Linked DNA regions of Mus musculus: region 1 is linked to region 2. The links are chromatin contacts, called in public targeted proximity ligation maps. All regions are on one chromosome and are shown on one strand. The core of a region is the stretch at or near the end of the contact, and the rest is flanking DNA. Distances in the headings are between cores, read along the strand shown. Region 1 holds the start of Peli3 (pellino 3). Region 2 holds the start of Pcx (pyruvate carboxylase).

Region 1 (7,385 bases), core at 1,044-3,543, 350 kb after region 2:
GGAGCTGCAGCTTAGTGTAGTGTGCTAGACCTACAATTAAGAAGATCTGGGTTCAAATCCCAACCCTCCCACTTATGAGCTGTGTGCTTTTGGACCAGTCACTTCCCCTCTCTGAGCCTCATTTACTTCACCTCCTTCCTCGCAGCATCTTTGTGAGGGTTGAGATGAAGTAATGTCCACAACTTCGTACTACCTGCCTCCCAGATGCTTGGTATGTGCTGAGTACCAGTCTATGTACTTTACAAAAATCTCTTCCACCTTTCTTTCTTTCAGGTAAGCTTTGGGAGGCTAGAATCAACCTTGTCTTCAAAATGAGGACACAAGCCGGGCGTGGTGGTGCACGCCTTTAATCCCAGCACTCGGGAGGCGGAGGCAGGCAGATTTCTGAGTTCGAGGCCAGCCTGGTCTACAAAGTGGACAGCCAGGGCTATACAGAGAAACCCTGTCTCGAAAAACCAAAAAAAAAAAAAAAAAAAAAAAAAAAAAAAAAAAAAGGACACAAAAGCACAGGAAAGTTTGACAACTTGCTGAAGTAGAATTGGAACCTTTTGTGCAGAATCAGAATTCTTTATCCCACACTTACACACAGTAGGTGCTTTACAGACTCTTTTTTTGCTATTCTTTTTCTTAGCTGATTACAAACTGTGGTGAGCAGCTTTAAGAATTGCCTCCGGCTGCTGGTTGTGGTGTATACCTCTAATCCCAGTACTTGGGAGGCAGAGACAGGTGGATCTCCGAGTTCAAGGCTACCCTGGTCTACTCATCAAGTTCCAGGCCAAGGCTATGAGAAACCCTGTCTCCAAAACAAAACAACAGAAATGGGTTTGATCACTTTTGCTCTTCTTCTGGGAAAGTGGCAAGAAGCAGAGAGTCCTGGGAGAGCAGCCGGTGCACACTGTTATCTTGGCTGACCTGAGGGACAGTTACCCAAGCACATCACTCCTGGACTAGGGAGGCTCACCCCAGAACGATGAGTTCACCATACTTGATGGGCTCCTCGCCTGCCAGTGCTTCTTCACCAGGACAAGACAGGATGCAAGAGCCCTGGCTCCCCGGGTGCTGGAGGTCTGAGGTCCGGGGGGATCCCACGTCAGGGTTTCCTTCCAGCACCATTCTGAGCACAGTGGGAGAAGAGAAAAGAACCTTGCAACTTCCCACCCCAGCTCCTCTCAGGCTCTGGCTAGACACAAGGCAAGAATGGTCCGTCAACACTTGTTATTATAACTACTTCCTTTCCCCCAAATGGTGAGGTTGCTGGGATACCAAGGAGGGAGACTGGTGAGACAAGACCAAGAAACAAATGGCAAAATCAGAGTCAGAGTGTTTGGTCGGTTAGAGCAATATACCAACTTTGGATGGAATGTGTTTGGCAGAGGGGCAGCCAGGACTTAAGAGACCTCTAGACTCAGACTTAATTCCTGGCTTAAGCTCTTAACCCCAAGACCTCAGTTAAGCTCTCTGTCAGGTTCTTGGGTGTCTGTCTTCATTCTAATCTTATTGCCCTTTTTGCAGCAGGTCTAGGCCTCTGTCAGTCTGTCTGTTCTCAATGACTCTCTGTCCTCCCAGCACGTCCTTTTCTGCCTGTTCTCGCCCCACTCCGGTCCCTACTTCTATCCTTCCTCTATCTGTCTGCCTTTGTCTTACCACCCACCTGACTCAGTCTCCCTATCTTAGCCTGGCAATGCAGGCAGGCCTCCAGATCCCTCCCTCCCTCAGGTGTCTGTCTGTGGTCCTCAGGCCGCTTAGGTCTCTGGAGGCCTGTGGGGGCGGCGCTCCCCAGTCGGGCACCTCCTGCAGCAGAGTCAGTCGCCCGCAGGCTGTTAACAGCCCCAACGTTGGAAGGTCTGCGCAGAGGCAGGCCTGCACCCCGTGCTCGGGAAGGGCACAATGACAGCATACGCAGATACACACCAGGCGGCCCCTCACAAATACGCGCGCGCACGCTGTCAGTCCCGCGGGCAGTGCCTAGACTGGCACAGCATACCCAAGAACTCCTACGGCAGAGACGCGCCTCCGCGCTAACAGCCACAGGCGCCAGCCCTCAGACCCGCTCTCTTAACCCCGCCACCCCCAGATACTCAAACACGCCCCCAACGCACGCCCAACACAGCCCCCCGCCCCCCACCTCGCCAGCCTCACCTGGCGGCGTTCTGGGGCTCTCTGTGTGCTGCTGGCCCCCACCCGCCTCACCTCTACTGCGCCCCGGGACTGCCGCGGCGGGATGGGCCCGGCCCGCGGCTGCTCGGTGCAGCCTCGTCACGGGGACACCCGAGGCCCGGAGGAGGGAGGGATGTGCACACAAACCTCCACGCCCCACCCCTTGCCCCACGCCCCGCCCCGGCTCCGCCCCTAGAGGCCCCACCTTACCCCGAGGCTCCGCCTCCTGCGGCTTAAGCCTGGCTGTAGTCTGGGAAGCCAAAGAGGTTGTCTACAAGACCCCTCTCTTATTCCAGGCTCCGGACACCTCACCCTCATTCTGGGGTCTTCTAGGTTCTCCCCGAGACCGGAGCCTCCTTTCACACAGTAATCTAGAGGCTCCTTTTCCCAACCTAAGACTAGCGACTGCCCACCCGCTGCTCCAAGACCCCGCCTCCTTTATGGGGAAATCTCGGAATTACAGAGAAGCCCAGAGCAAACAGAGGGAAGGAAACTACTAGAAGAGGCGGAGGAAGGTGCATCACCCGTGGAGGCTGAGGAAAGCCACTGCGGTTGTCTCGAGTGCAGATCTGTCTTTCAGTTCAGCGCGACCACTTTCTCTCTGTGCAACAATCAGTGAGCTCTGGCCTCCTTGGTGTCCAGAGACATGAATCACTGACCTCCCCTCCCAACAGCATGCTTCTATCCTTTGCAAAGCCTCAAAGGAAAGCCCACTTTGGGGTGCTCGGTCCCTCAGGGCCACAGGCTTTCTTCTGTCAGTACCAGGCTCTCTGGGTTGAATTTGGGCAAATTAAGTCCTGTAATCCTTGGAAGGCGGGTACGATAATTGTGGCCTGTCACCCCTGTCCCCGATGCCACAAAACAGATTTACAGAAATGGCTTGCTACAAAGGAACCAAGAGAGGATCTGGCCCATGGCTTCATACACCTTGATAAACACTTTACCACTTACCAACATCTCCAGCCCTTGAACGACTCATTATTTTTTTTATATTAAATCTATTTTCATGTATATGAGTATTTTGCTTCCGTGTATGGTTGTGCACCACTTGTATGCCTACCTGGTGCCAACAGAGGCCAGAAACTCGAATTCTCTGGGACTGGAGTTACAAACAGTTGTGAGCCACCATGCCAGTGCTAAGTATCAAACCCAGAGCTGGGCAGTGGTGGCGCAAGCCTTTAATCCCAGCACTTGGGAGGCAGAGGCAGGCGGATTTCTGAGTTCAAGGCCAGCCTGGTCTACAGAGTGAGTTACAGGACAGCCAGGACTATACAGAGAAACCCTGTCTAATAATAATAATAATAATAATAATAATAATAATAATAATAAAAACCCAGGCTCTCTGAAAGAGCAAGCAGCCATTGCACTTAGCCACTGAGCCATCTCTAGTCCCCTTACTTTGTTTGCTTGTTTGTTAGTTTTGAGAGTCTCACTGTATACCCCTGAATGGCCTGGAGCTCACCATGTACATCATCAGACTAGCCTCCAAAAAGCTGGAGTTAAAAGCAAGGGCCGCCAAACCTGATGAACTCCTGACTTTGAAAGCTGCCATGAACTAGAGATGGACTCAGTTGTGCAACTACCAAACCCAGACACTATTGCAGATGCCAAGAAGAGCTTGCTGATAGGAGTCTGATATATAGCTGTTTCCTGAGAGGTTCTGCCAGTGCCTGGCTAATACAGAAGTAGATGCTCACAGTCATCCATTAGACAGAGCACAGGGTCCCCAATGAAGGAGCTAGATGAGGTACCCAAGGAGCTGAAAGGGTTTGCAGCCCTATAGGAGGAACAACAATATGAACTAACTGGTAACCTCAGAGCTCCCTGAGACTAAACCACCAATCAAAGAAAACACACGGAGAGACTCATGGCTCTAGCTGCATATGTAGCAGAGGATGGCCTAGTCGGTCATCAATGGGAGGAGAGGCCCTTGGTCCTGTCCCAGTATAGGGGAATGCTTGGTCCAGGGAGTGGGAGTGGGTGGGTTAGTGAGCAGGGGGTGGGAGGAAGGGATAGGGGATTTTCGGGAGGGAAACTAGGAAAGGGGATAACATTTGAAATGTAAATAAAGAAAATATCTAATAAAAAGAGAGAGAGAGAGAGAGAGAGAGAGAGAGACTCAGTTGTGGTCTCTTCTGCTTAGTACCTCCTGGTCTGGAACGATATCCCAATGGCCAGTTAACCCCTGAATTGCTCATTTGTTCTGAGGCAGTTCAGGCTACCCTTGAACTCAGAGGACAACCTTCTGAGTCTCCTGCCTCCGCTTTTCATTTTTCCCGTGCCGGGATTACAGGTGTGAGGCACCACACCTAGTTTATTCAGTGCCTGGGATCAAACACAGTGATTCACAGGTGCTAGGCTAGCACTTTACCAACCAAACTACACCTCTGCCCTAGCCCCAGAGTTTGAAATGTGTTTTCCGAGGAAATCAAGGACCTATGCGCAGAGAACATGGCCTGTGACTCCTGCCACAGAGGATGAGTGGAAGTTGACTCACTTGTTCCTAAAAGGGAGCAAATGCAATCTCACCCCCAAACTCCCAGACTCTCTAAGCCCCACATCCATTCCACTAACTCCCTGCCTAAGACCATGAAAAACACCAACTGCTTTGCCAACTGTTTTGAGCCAAAGAAACTCACTCGTTGGTCATAAAGGAACTTCCTCGATGCCACTCAGAAGGCCACACAAATCCCTCACTGGAGGATGGTTTCTACTCTGAAGGCCTGTACTATAGAGGCAGTCCCCCTTCTGTAACCCAACACCATCCGCCAGAGACTTATTATTATTCAGTTTACATCGAGGAAATGGGTCCCAGAGAGGGAGGGATGCTTGCTTCAGGTTTCACAAGTACAGAGCCAACAATTGAAACTCCCATTGTTACCACCCAACAGTAAAGGATTAAGAGTTTGCCAAGACTCAACGGTTTTTTCTGGGTTACAGTTTCCGGATATACCTGATGCTGGCCCAGTCCAGGTGGGAAGCAGAAGGGCTCCCACACCACCAGTTTTATTCCAGCGTTCAAGAGGTATCAGCAAGTGGATTTCTGTCCATTCAAAGCCACTGTGGTCTACACAGTGAGTTCCAGGCCAGCCAGTTCCAGGGTTACAAACAAGATGCTGTCTCAAGACAAAACGGTCCGGAGAGATGGCTTAGCAGTCTAGCTCCCAGCACCAACATCAGGCAGCTCACCACTGCTGCTATCTCCAGCGCCAGGAGATCTGACACCCTGTTAAGGCCTCTGTGGGCACTTGCATGTATGTGGGCATATGCACACACACAGACACGTAAAATAAAATAAATCTTCTTGAAAAAAATAAAGAAATCAAACTAACAAAAAGCCACAGCAGCAAACTCCTAGCTGGGCATTTGGGAGAGACAAGGGAAAACTGTTGTCTTAAGCCTATGCTGGAGGTCAGAGGTCAGACAGGCTCCTCACATGGATCTGGGGAGACAAAGCAGAGGCAATCTGGCCTTACCTGCTATCACGCCATCAAGCATCCACAGGGTCAGGGTGACAGCAGTGTATCTACTTTGTGCTGTGGCCACCACAGCTAATCAAGGTATTGGTGATATGGAGAGCCTTGGTAATTATATGCTTCAGAAGGGGGTCCATAAGAGACTCACAGCCGAGAAGAAGGCCCAGGGTACCTGGATTTGACAAGCAGAACAGCAAAATGCAAGTATCTCTGTGGATGAAAGATCCCGATCGGAGCGGCGCGGCGCGCACCCAGTGGGACACTCAGACCTTACTCATTGTAACAACACGAGGCTTTTAATGGCACACACATACACAAACGACAAAAGAGTGCTCAAGCCAGCATGCTGGGGTCGAAACTCATGCACCGCGCAGGGGGCAGGGGAGTTCGACCCCAGCCCAAACTTCTTACAGGCTTATAAAGGCAAAAACCAAAAAGGGAGGGAGCCGAAGGAATTTGTCGGCGAGGTGATTACAAATTAACAGGGCAGTACTTGCTAGTTAAGGTGTAGGGGGCACAAAGGCTTGGAATTCTCGAGGTCAGCAGGACACCTAGTCAGTGTAAGATTTATGGTGGGCTATAGGGAAGTGTCACCCGGGAGGCGCCATCCTGCCAGATGGCCATTTGGTCCTGATATCCCTAGCTAGTTCCTGCACTTTCTTTTTTATCTTTTATGGCCGGACATTCTTAGCTACAGGGTGGATCTGGCTGTGCCTGGATCCACCTGGGTCTATTCTTCAGCCCTGAATTTCTTGAGCTTAGATACCACAATGCTATAAGACCCAAAATTATAAGTTTTCTCTTCATAGACACTAACATGGAAGACAGCTAGGTTCTTGAGACCGCACAGTGCTATGACTCTAGGGAATCCTCCTGAGATCTCGGAGGTTGCACAGTATGAGAGAAGATGAATGGCTTCACGCTGGGCTGAGGGGCTGAGGAGAGGGCTCATGGTCAAGAGCACTTGTTGCTATTGCAGAGGACCCAAGTTCAGTTCCCAGAACCCACATGGTGGCTCACAACCATCAGTAACTTGAATTCCAAGGGAATCAATGTCCTCTTCTGCTCTTTACAGGCTCCAGATGTGTTTGTGGCGCACATACATGCGTGCAAGCAAAACACTCATACACATAAAAATAAATAAACCAAAAAATTATTGCAGGAATTTCGGGGTCCCACTTGGGGTTTAAGAATAAAAGCATGGAAGACATCTATATAGTGCGAGGCTGTTGGTCTGTTTGCTGGGGCAGTCCTTCAGCTAGTCCATTAGTCTCGACCAGCTTCCTGCCACTGCGCCTCTCTCTGTGGCTCTCTTTGTTCTACCTCTCTGCCCTGTTCTCATTCTGCCTTAGTCCCTCTGATCTCACTTCCTGGGCCTCTGCTTCAGCCACCAGCACTTTACTGCTCAAATGCCAGGCTTCTTTTTCAGTCAACGAAGCTATCAGCATAGTGGGAGAGATTCCATAGCATACCCTGAGCCAATCAGCAGCAAGACTGCTTTCAGTAGTGTAGCCTTTTGACCAGACTGAGGGCTACGACCTCCTCCACACCTCCCCCATGGCACTTTGCCTTTCTCTTTGGGCAACTGAGGAAGCAACACACACTTACATATCCTGCCACCCTGGTGTCCCTGCACAGAAATTAACAATTGAGAATACGGGGACATTCTGTCACAGCCGATTTATAAATGTGTCGGGGAGAGTTATCCAAACATCTTCCTCTTTTAGTCCAAGATGTAGCTTTATCTCTAAC
Region 2 (7,500 bases), core at 2,494-4,993:
GACCACTGGCACTGTTGCTGTCTGCTGTTCAGTGCAGGGTGTTGAGGGAGACCCTGAGTTGATGGAGGTCAGGAGGTTTGTTTTTGTTGTTTTTTAATTGTAGGTTTTCTATTTTGGGTATTTTCAGTGTTTAAATACCTGTCACACTATGTTTCTGATGAAAGTCACAGCTCAGTTCCACAGTGGGGACTTAATGCCTATTAGTTCAGAGCTCCCACTCTGAGGGAAGCATGGATATTGTGCTCATATTTGGCTGCTGTCAGTTCATCCTAAAGCAACTGTAAAAGCGCCTCTGAAGGAGAGGACCCTGTAGAGTGACCTGCTGACACTGGGAGCTTGGGAGAGGACCCTGTAGAGTGATCTGCTGACACTGGGAGCTTGGGAGAGGACCCTGTAGAGTGATCTGCTGACACTGGGAGCTTGGGAGAGGACCCTGTAGAGTGACCTGCTGACACTGGGAGCTTGCCTCCCCCACCCCTCACTGTAGAACCCACATGGGCAGTGCGACAGACCTCACGCCTGTGATGTTAGGACCTTTGCCCTGCCTCATTTGGCATTTTGTTGTAGGCACCATTTCAGCTCTATGGTTTTCTGTCTGGAAGGAGGAATGCTGAGTTCATAGATCCAGTGTTGGAGAAAACTGGAGCAGGATGAGGTGAAAAGTTTCCCAAGAGCTGCCTTGAGTAACAAGGTAGAAACAGGTGTGCTAGACGCCCATCGCTTCACTGTGGCTCATTCACTGTGGCTGGAGAGGAGTTATTTACACGTCCTCAGTGGCAGTCACAGCAGTCTATTCTCCCGTTTGTTTGTTTGTTTGTTTTATAATCCTCCAATTTATTTTATTTTATTTCGATATAATGTTATAATTTTCTTTTTTATTGGATATTTTCTTTATTTACATTTCAAATGTTATCCCCTTTCCTGGTTTCCCTCCCTCTCAGGAACACTCTATCACATCCTCCTCCCCCTGCTTCTGTGAGGGTGCTCCTCCACCCACACACCCACTCCCACCTCCCCACCCTCAGTTCCCCTACACTGGGGCATCTATCATGGGACCAAGGACTTCTTCTCCCATTGATGTATGACAAGGCCATCCTCTGCTACATATGCAGCTAGAGCCATGTGTACTCCTTTGTTGATGGCTTAGTTCCTGGGAGTTCTGGAAGGTCTGGCTGGTAGGTATTGCTCTTCCAGTGGAGTTGCAAACCCCTTCAACTCCTTCAGTCCTTTCTGTAACTTCTCTATTGGGGACCACACGCTCAGTCCAATGGTTGGCTGTGAACATCTGCCTCAGTATTTGTAAGGCTCTGGCAGGGCCTCTCAGGAGACAGCCATTTTAGGCTCTTTTCACCATGTACTTCTTGGCATCCACAATAGTGTCTGGGTTTGGTAACTGTATATGGGATGAATCCCCAGGTGGGACAGTCTCTGGGTGGCTTTTCCTTCAGTCTCTGCTCAACACTTTATCTCCATATTTGTTTCTGTGAGTATTTTGTTCTCCTTCTAAGAAGGACCAAAGCACCCACACTTTGGTCTTCCTTCTTATTGAGCTTAATGTGGTCTGTGAATTGTATCCTGGTTATTTGGAGTTTTGGGGCTAATATCCACTTATCAGTGAGTGCATACCATGTATGTTCTTTTGCAATTGGATTACCTCATTCAGGATGATATTTTCTAGTTCTATTCATTTGCCTAAGAATTTCATGAATCTGAATAGTACTCTGTTGTGTAAATGTACCACATTTTCTGTATCCATTCCTCTGTTGAAGGACATCTGGGTTCTTTCAAGCTCCTGGAATTTCCCTGTTTTTAATGCACAACCCGAGACAAGAATGAGATCTGTTAGCCAGCATTTGCAGAAAATAGCAAACAGGCCTCTTCAGGTTGCTGGTGTTCTGAAGAGGAACATGGGATGAAGGATCTTGGGGAACAGTGGGTTGCTTGTTCTTTTGCCATCTCCCCCATCTCTGTGGGCAGGAAAGGAGTTCTACTTGTGTGTCACTCCAAGGAAGACAGTATGGTATCCCCTGAGGCATGTGCTCTGGACCAGTTGCTGTGCCTGCAGAATCAGAGTGCTTTTCCCATGTAGAAGGAAAGGAACTTTCTGGAAGCTTCAGGCTTAATGCAAACTTCAGGTCTCCACTATTGATGTCACCAAGTAGGAGGGCTTTCCCTCAGAGGATTTAAATTGGAGTCTGAACCATTGTCAACTACGAGGACTTCATGGTAACCATCCAACCAAGTACTCCCCTAATAGGGTACTGTGTGGTCTAAGTGAAAGCCTGCCCCCCATTCCCACTACTCTCTCTAGCCATGCTATCTTTTGGGATGAGGATGACAGGAGACATCTGGAATAGTGCCAGCCTGAAGGGCTGTAATTGGAAACACCTTCCCAAGAGGCACTGTTGTGAGGAAAGAGGATGGTCACATTAGATTAGGATGCCAGGACAGGTTGGGTCCCCTTTAGTACCCAAACGAGGAATTCTGGGGGGCTTGGAGGGTACCACACTATTCAGTGCCCACCCAAGGTCTTCCTACCACCCTAGGTGCTCTGCTTCTCTCTCACCTGACCCCCAGGCTCTATGATACCCCTGAGCTCTCTCACCTGACCCCCAGGCTCTATGATACCCCTGAGCTCTCTCACCTGACCCCCAAGCTCTATGATACCCCTGAGCTCTCTCACCTGGCCCCCAAGCTCTATGATACCCCTGAGCTCTCTCACCTGACCCCCAGGCTCTATGATACCCCTGAGCTCTCTCACCTGACCCCCAGGCTCTATGATACCCCTGAGCTCTCTCACCTGGCCCCCAAGCTCTATGATACCCCTGAGCTCTCTCACCTGACCCCCAGGCTCTATGATACCCCTGAGCTCTCTCACCTGACCCCCAGGCTCTATGATACCCCTGAGCTCTCTCACCTGACCCCCAGGCTCTATGATACCCCTGAGCTCTCTCACCTGGCCCCCAAGCTCTATGATACCCCCTGAGCTGTGCAGACGGTTCTGTCCCTTCAGCTTTGAGAATTTGCTGAGACTCAGGTGCAACTTGGTCAACCTTATCACTGGAGTTATCTCAGACCCTGGAACTCAACACTCCGTTGGCTGTCACAACATCTGTGGGGCCCTAAGGGGACCCAGTGGGTCCACAGCTGTCCTGCGGCTGGATCTCTCTGGCTGATCATGATTTTAAAAGTTCCTGAGTGTAGGCCTGTGAGGGCAGTGGGATTCATTCAGTGAGGGAAAGGCTAGATCAGCTATGGAGATGCTTAGGAACAAGGTGGTATGTTCTCTTGTCTGTGACGGCCTTGTCTTGTGTCTGGCAGTGCATTGAATTAGGGGAGAGGCTGGTTGCAGCACAGGCCTCCTGTGACTGTAGTAGTGAACCAGCCTTCAGGCTAATGTGACCCTTGCCCTCCATCATGCCTGGCACAGTCCCTACCAAGCAGCCTGTCTAGGTACCATTCTACTTTCTGAGTGACATTTTTATGCCTTGAACTTCAAGTGGCAGTATGTCCAAAATCCACCACAAAAGTCTGCAGCTGCTTTCTAGCAGGTATTGTCTTGTAATTCTGTGTATTCCTGAGGGCCCAGGGAACAGGCTCTAGGCCACTGCTCATCTACTTTCTGCATGACCCACTGCCCCGCCTCTCTGGCCCGGCCCTCCTAGGCAGCCAGTGGCCCATGATGGCCTCAGGAGGCGGCGCCCCTTCCCCTGATTTCAGCCTTGGCTACAGCCCAGGCCTCCAGCAGTCTAGTGCTGGAGAACTTTGTATTCTGGGGCCAATGACCTCGGGTGGAGCAGTTACTGCCTGTGGATCCTCTATCACGTCCTCTGTGTGCAGCACACCTAGGTGCTTGGCTGGTACAAGGTAATTGTTCCAGAGCAGGTATGGCTCTATAAATCTGAATCAACTGCTAGGCTAGGGTTTTACATGTGATGAAAGCATGCTAGCTTTCAATTGGGATTGCTAGAGGACTAGTCTCTCTCTCTCTCTCTCTCTCTCTCTCTCTCTCTCTCTCACTCGCTCTGTATGTGTGCGACAGTGTGTGTCTCCTTCTCTGTCTCTTTCTGTGTGCCTCTGTCTCTCTGTCTCTGTCTCTTGTCTCTCTCTCTCTGTGTATGTGTGTTGGTGGCTGGTACAAGGTAATTGTTCCAGAGCAGGTATGGCCCTATAAATCTTAATCAACTGCTAGGCTAGGTTTTTACATGTGATGAAAGCATGCTCTGTGCTAGAGGACTAGTCTGTCTGTCTGTCTGTCTGTCTCTCTCTGTCTGTCTGTCTCTCTCTCTCTCTCTGTGTCTGTCTCTTTTTGTGTGTATGTGTTGGTATGACTCATATCAATATCCTACTCAGAAAACCTTGGAGGGATTGGTATATAGCAGACTTCATGCTACCTCTATACAGAGAAAGGCTTTGATGGAGGGCCTTGGGGCAGTTAGCAAGAGGACCTTGGTGTATATACATGCATGTGTGAACATGTATGTATGTATATGTATGTGTATGTGTATGTGTATGTGTATGTGTATGTATATGTATATGTATATGTATATGTATATGTATATGTATAGGGATGCTGGTGTGATCTGTATAGGGCTTTGGGGAGATTGGGAATATTTCTTCTATATCCCTCCATTCATGTGGGAGGAGAAAAGACAGTGAGAAAGAGTGACAACAGCTGGCATTCATTACCAAGATTTAGTACTTTCAGGTCTCTGTCTCAGTTGGTCCGGGAATGATCTATCTGGGCTAGAAGTGGCACCTGAATTTACAGATGAGGAAACTGGGCTTCAGAGCTGCCAAACCACAGTACTAGGAAAAAAAGAGAGCTAGGCCTAGGCAGGCAGGCAGGCATAGTGCAGGCTAACATTGGGCCTCCTGGCCCCACCAGCTCTAGTGGTGGTGGCTGCTCCCACTTGCCTCTGCTCTGACTCCATCCAAAAGGGCCTTGCCATTTTCTGCCTGTAATTTTGTGCAGGTTTGCTGCCAGCCCTGGCTTCTGCTCTCCAGTAGCTGGTCTCTCAGGACTTACCTTCAGGTCTGCTTTTGCTGCCCTTTTCAGGGATATGAGGGCTGAGAGGGGCTTCTTTCTCTTCACAGTGTTCTTGGCCCCAGGTTCTTTGTGGATTGGGATTGCCAAGGAGTCACTGGGCCACCAAGATCATTTATGGGGAATCACATCAAGTCTCTCTCTCTCTCTCTCTCTCTCTCTCTCTCTCTCTCTCTCTCTCACACACACACACACACACACACACACATTCTGTGGGGTTAGCCTTCCAGGAACTCACCTGATGCCAATCCAAGGAAGACTCCTTATCTCGAGAGGGGAATGGGGAGCCTGTGTGATGAGAGAGGGGCAGGGCAGCAAACTCACCTGTTTACTCAAAGGATGAGAGTCAAGTGCTCAAGTGGTGGCGAGTGATTATCAAGAAACAATCTTCTATGTAGTTCAGCCTTGCACTTAAGATTGATCTCCTGCCTCAGCCTACCAAGAACTGGTATTACAAGTGTATTTTACATTTATTTATTTTTGGTGAGGAGTGGACATGAGTACCACATTGTGTTTGTTGAGGTTCTCTCTTCCCACCATGTGGGTTCTGGGATTAAACTCAGGTCATCAAATTTGGCAACAAGCACTTTTACCAGCTGAGTTATCTCGACAGCCCATTTTCTTTTCTAAATGTGCCCCCAGCCTGGTCCTGAGCCAGCAGCAGTTTAACCTGTTGTCCTGGAACATATCTTGGAGCAGGCAGTCAATATGAGTGAATGATAAGCCAGACTTGTCTGAAGTGGAGAATTTTGACAAATTAAAATTGAAGAAAACTAATAATGAAGAAAAAAAAATACTTCCCAGTCAAAGAAAACTAAACGGAAGGAGAGAGTGTTAAAGGATGGTGAAGTGGGGATCTCCTTCAACAGGGCCTAAGGTCTGGGCTTTAGGCTTACGTTTATAAACTGTGTGTCTATAGAGACTTAAGCCAATTGCTGATGGCTTCTCACCGGTACTGATGGTTAAGTGGTAATCAGGACCCAGTCATTGATGCATAAGTTCCAGATGGCAGATGCTGACTGTGATCAGGCCACTGATGACCATTGTGTTTGTAGCCCTTGTGTCCCCCCCACACACCCACACACAGAGGCGCCACTTTAACCATTAGTGGTGGCTGTGCTGCTTTGCTTTGTTCCATGTTTTTACAGCTTCTTATTTCCAGTACAGCAATAAAAAATAAGTAAAGTTCTTATCTTAGAAAATAAATGTTCCCATTGGATAAAACATACAGACTTCTGTACCTGGGATATATAGATGCATAAGGGAGGAAAGAAACACACTGCACCAATCTGTGGCAATGAGGCACTTCACTGGCGTGATCTCACCAGCTGTCAGCCTGGTTCCAGAAGAAACTTTATGAGATGGTATATATAGTTTATCTCATTTTCTTGGCTTCACATTGTATCACAAACACCTTCCATATTGTAAACACCCATGCAAACCCCTCATTTGTGGATTTGTAATGTCTACCCAGGACCTTCCAGTCAGACTTTAAATCCCTTCTGCTGTTTGGTGTTGTAAATGGAGGTGTTTGAACACCTCACATACACATCTCAGTCTCTGTTTCATAATATGGAATTCTGGATTCCTGGAGTAGAACTGACCCAGCAAGGAACAGGAGGCCTACATTTATTGTAAAAGGAACTGTAACTTTATTTTTTGACTATATTTATATAACTTACCTTGATCAGATCCACTCTAGCCCCCCACACTTCCCTCCCAGCTTCAATGTACTTTTTGTATTGTAGAAGCTTTTGTTTTGTTTTAAAGCTAGGTGTAGTGGTACACACTTTAATTTCAGCCTTTGGGGTTGACGCAGGGGGATTACACAGTAAATTCAAGTGAGCCTGAGCTATATTATAACAAGACTTAGTCTCAAAAGATAGCCTTGACTGGCCTTGAACTCTTGATGGTGCTGAGACCATTCAGTGCATTAGTGGGCCTGGCTTGAAGGCTCTGGATAGATCTGAACAGGGCTTGCAGGGTAACTGGACAGGACTTGGGAGTGGGACCTGTGTGTCTTCTCAGTTGGAGGTATTATCTTTTATGAAGCTGCTGTGTGCAACACCTTGCTCTGTCTGCAGTGTGTGTCTGCAGTGTGTGTCTAGACGTTTGCAGGGAAGACCTCACGTGCTGGGCTTTGTGTTGCTGTCAGAGCTTCTCCTTACTACTGAGCAGCAGCAAGATACACACTGTGTAACTTACAGACTTGTTTAAACTTTATCTGCAGTCCCTTTGTGTCCTTGCTGACAACAGAAGTCCAGGGTCCAATCAGCGCCTATGTGCAGTTAGCTGTCGTTTTGTTTCCTTTCATTTGAACTGATTCTCCAGTTCATGTCCCATATGAACTTTTACATAGTTGGGCTTTTTTTGTTGTTCATTGAGACAGAGTCTCTCACATAGTTCTGGCTGTCCTGGAACTCTGTGTGTAGATCAGGCTGGCTTCAAACTCA

The links.
Region 1: a targeted proximity ligation map of astrocytes shows a contact between it and region 2, with 3 times the contacts expected there. A contact is called at or near these places in 2 of 39 promoter capture datasets (the C10 cell line and hippocampal neurons), 3 of 130 datasets of targeted methods (astrocytes, pancreatic cancer cells and stem cell-derived neural progenitor cells) and 1 of 9 other capture datasets (liver).

Annotation. Positions count from the first base shown.
Region 1 is chr19:4,940,799-4,948,183 of GRCm38.p6, forward strand. Peli3 (pellino 3) reads right to left here and starts at 2,294. Exons shown (of 7, transcript NM_172835.3): 1 at 2,140-2,294; 2 at 962-1,114. The coding sequence starts at 1,113.
Region 2 is chr19:4,590,576-4,598,075 of GRCm38.p6, forward strand. Pcx (pyruvate carboxylase) reads left to right here and starts at 3,744. Exons shown (of 20, transcript NM_008797.3): 1 at 3,744-3,867.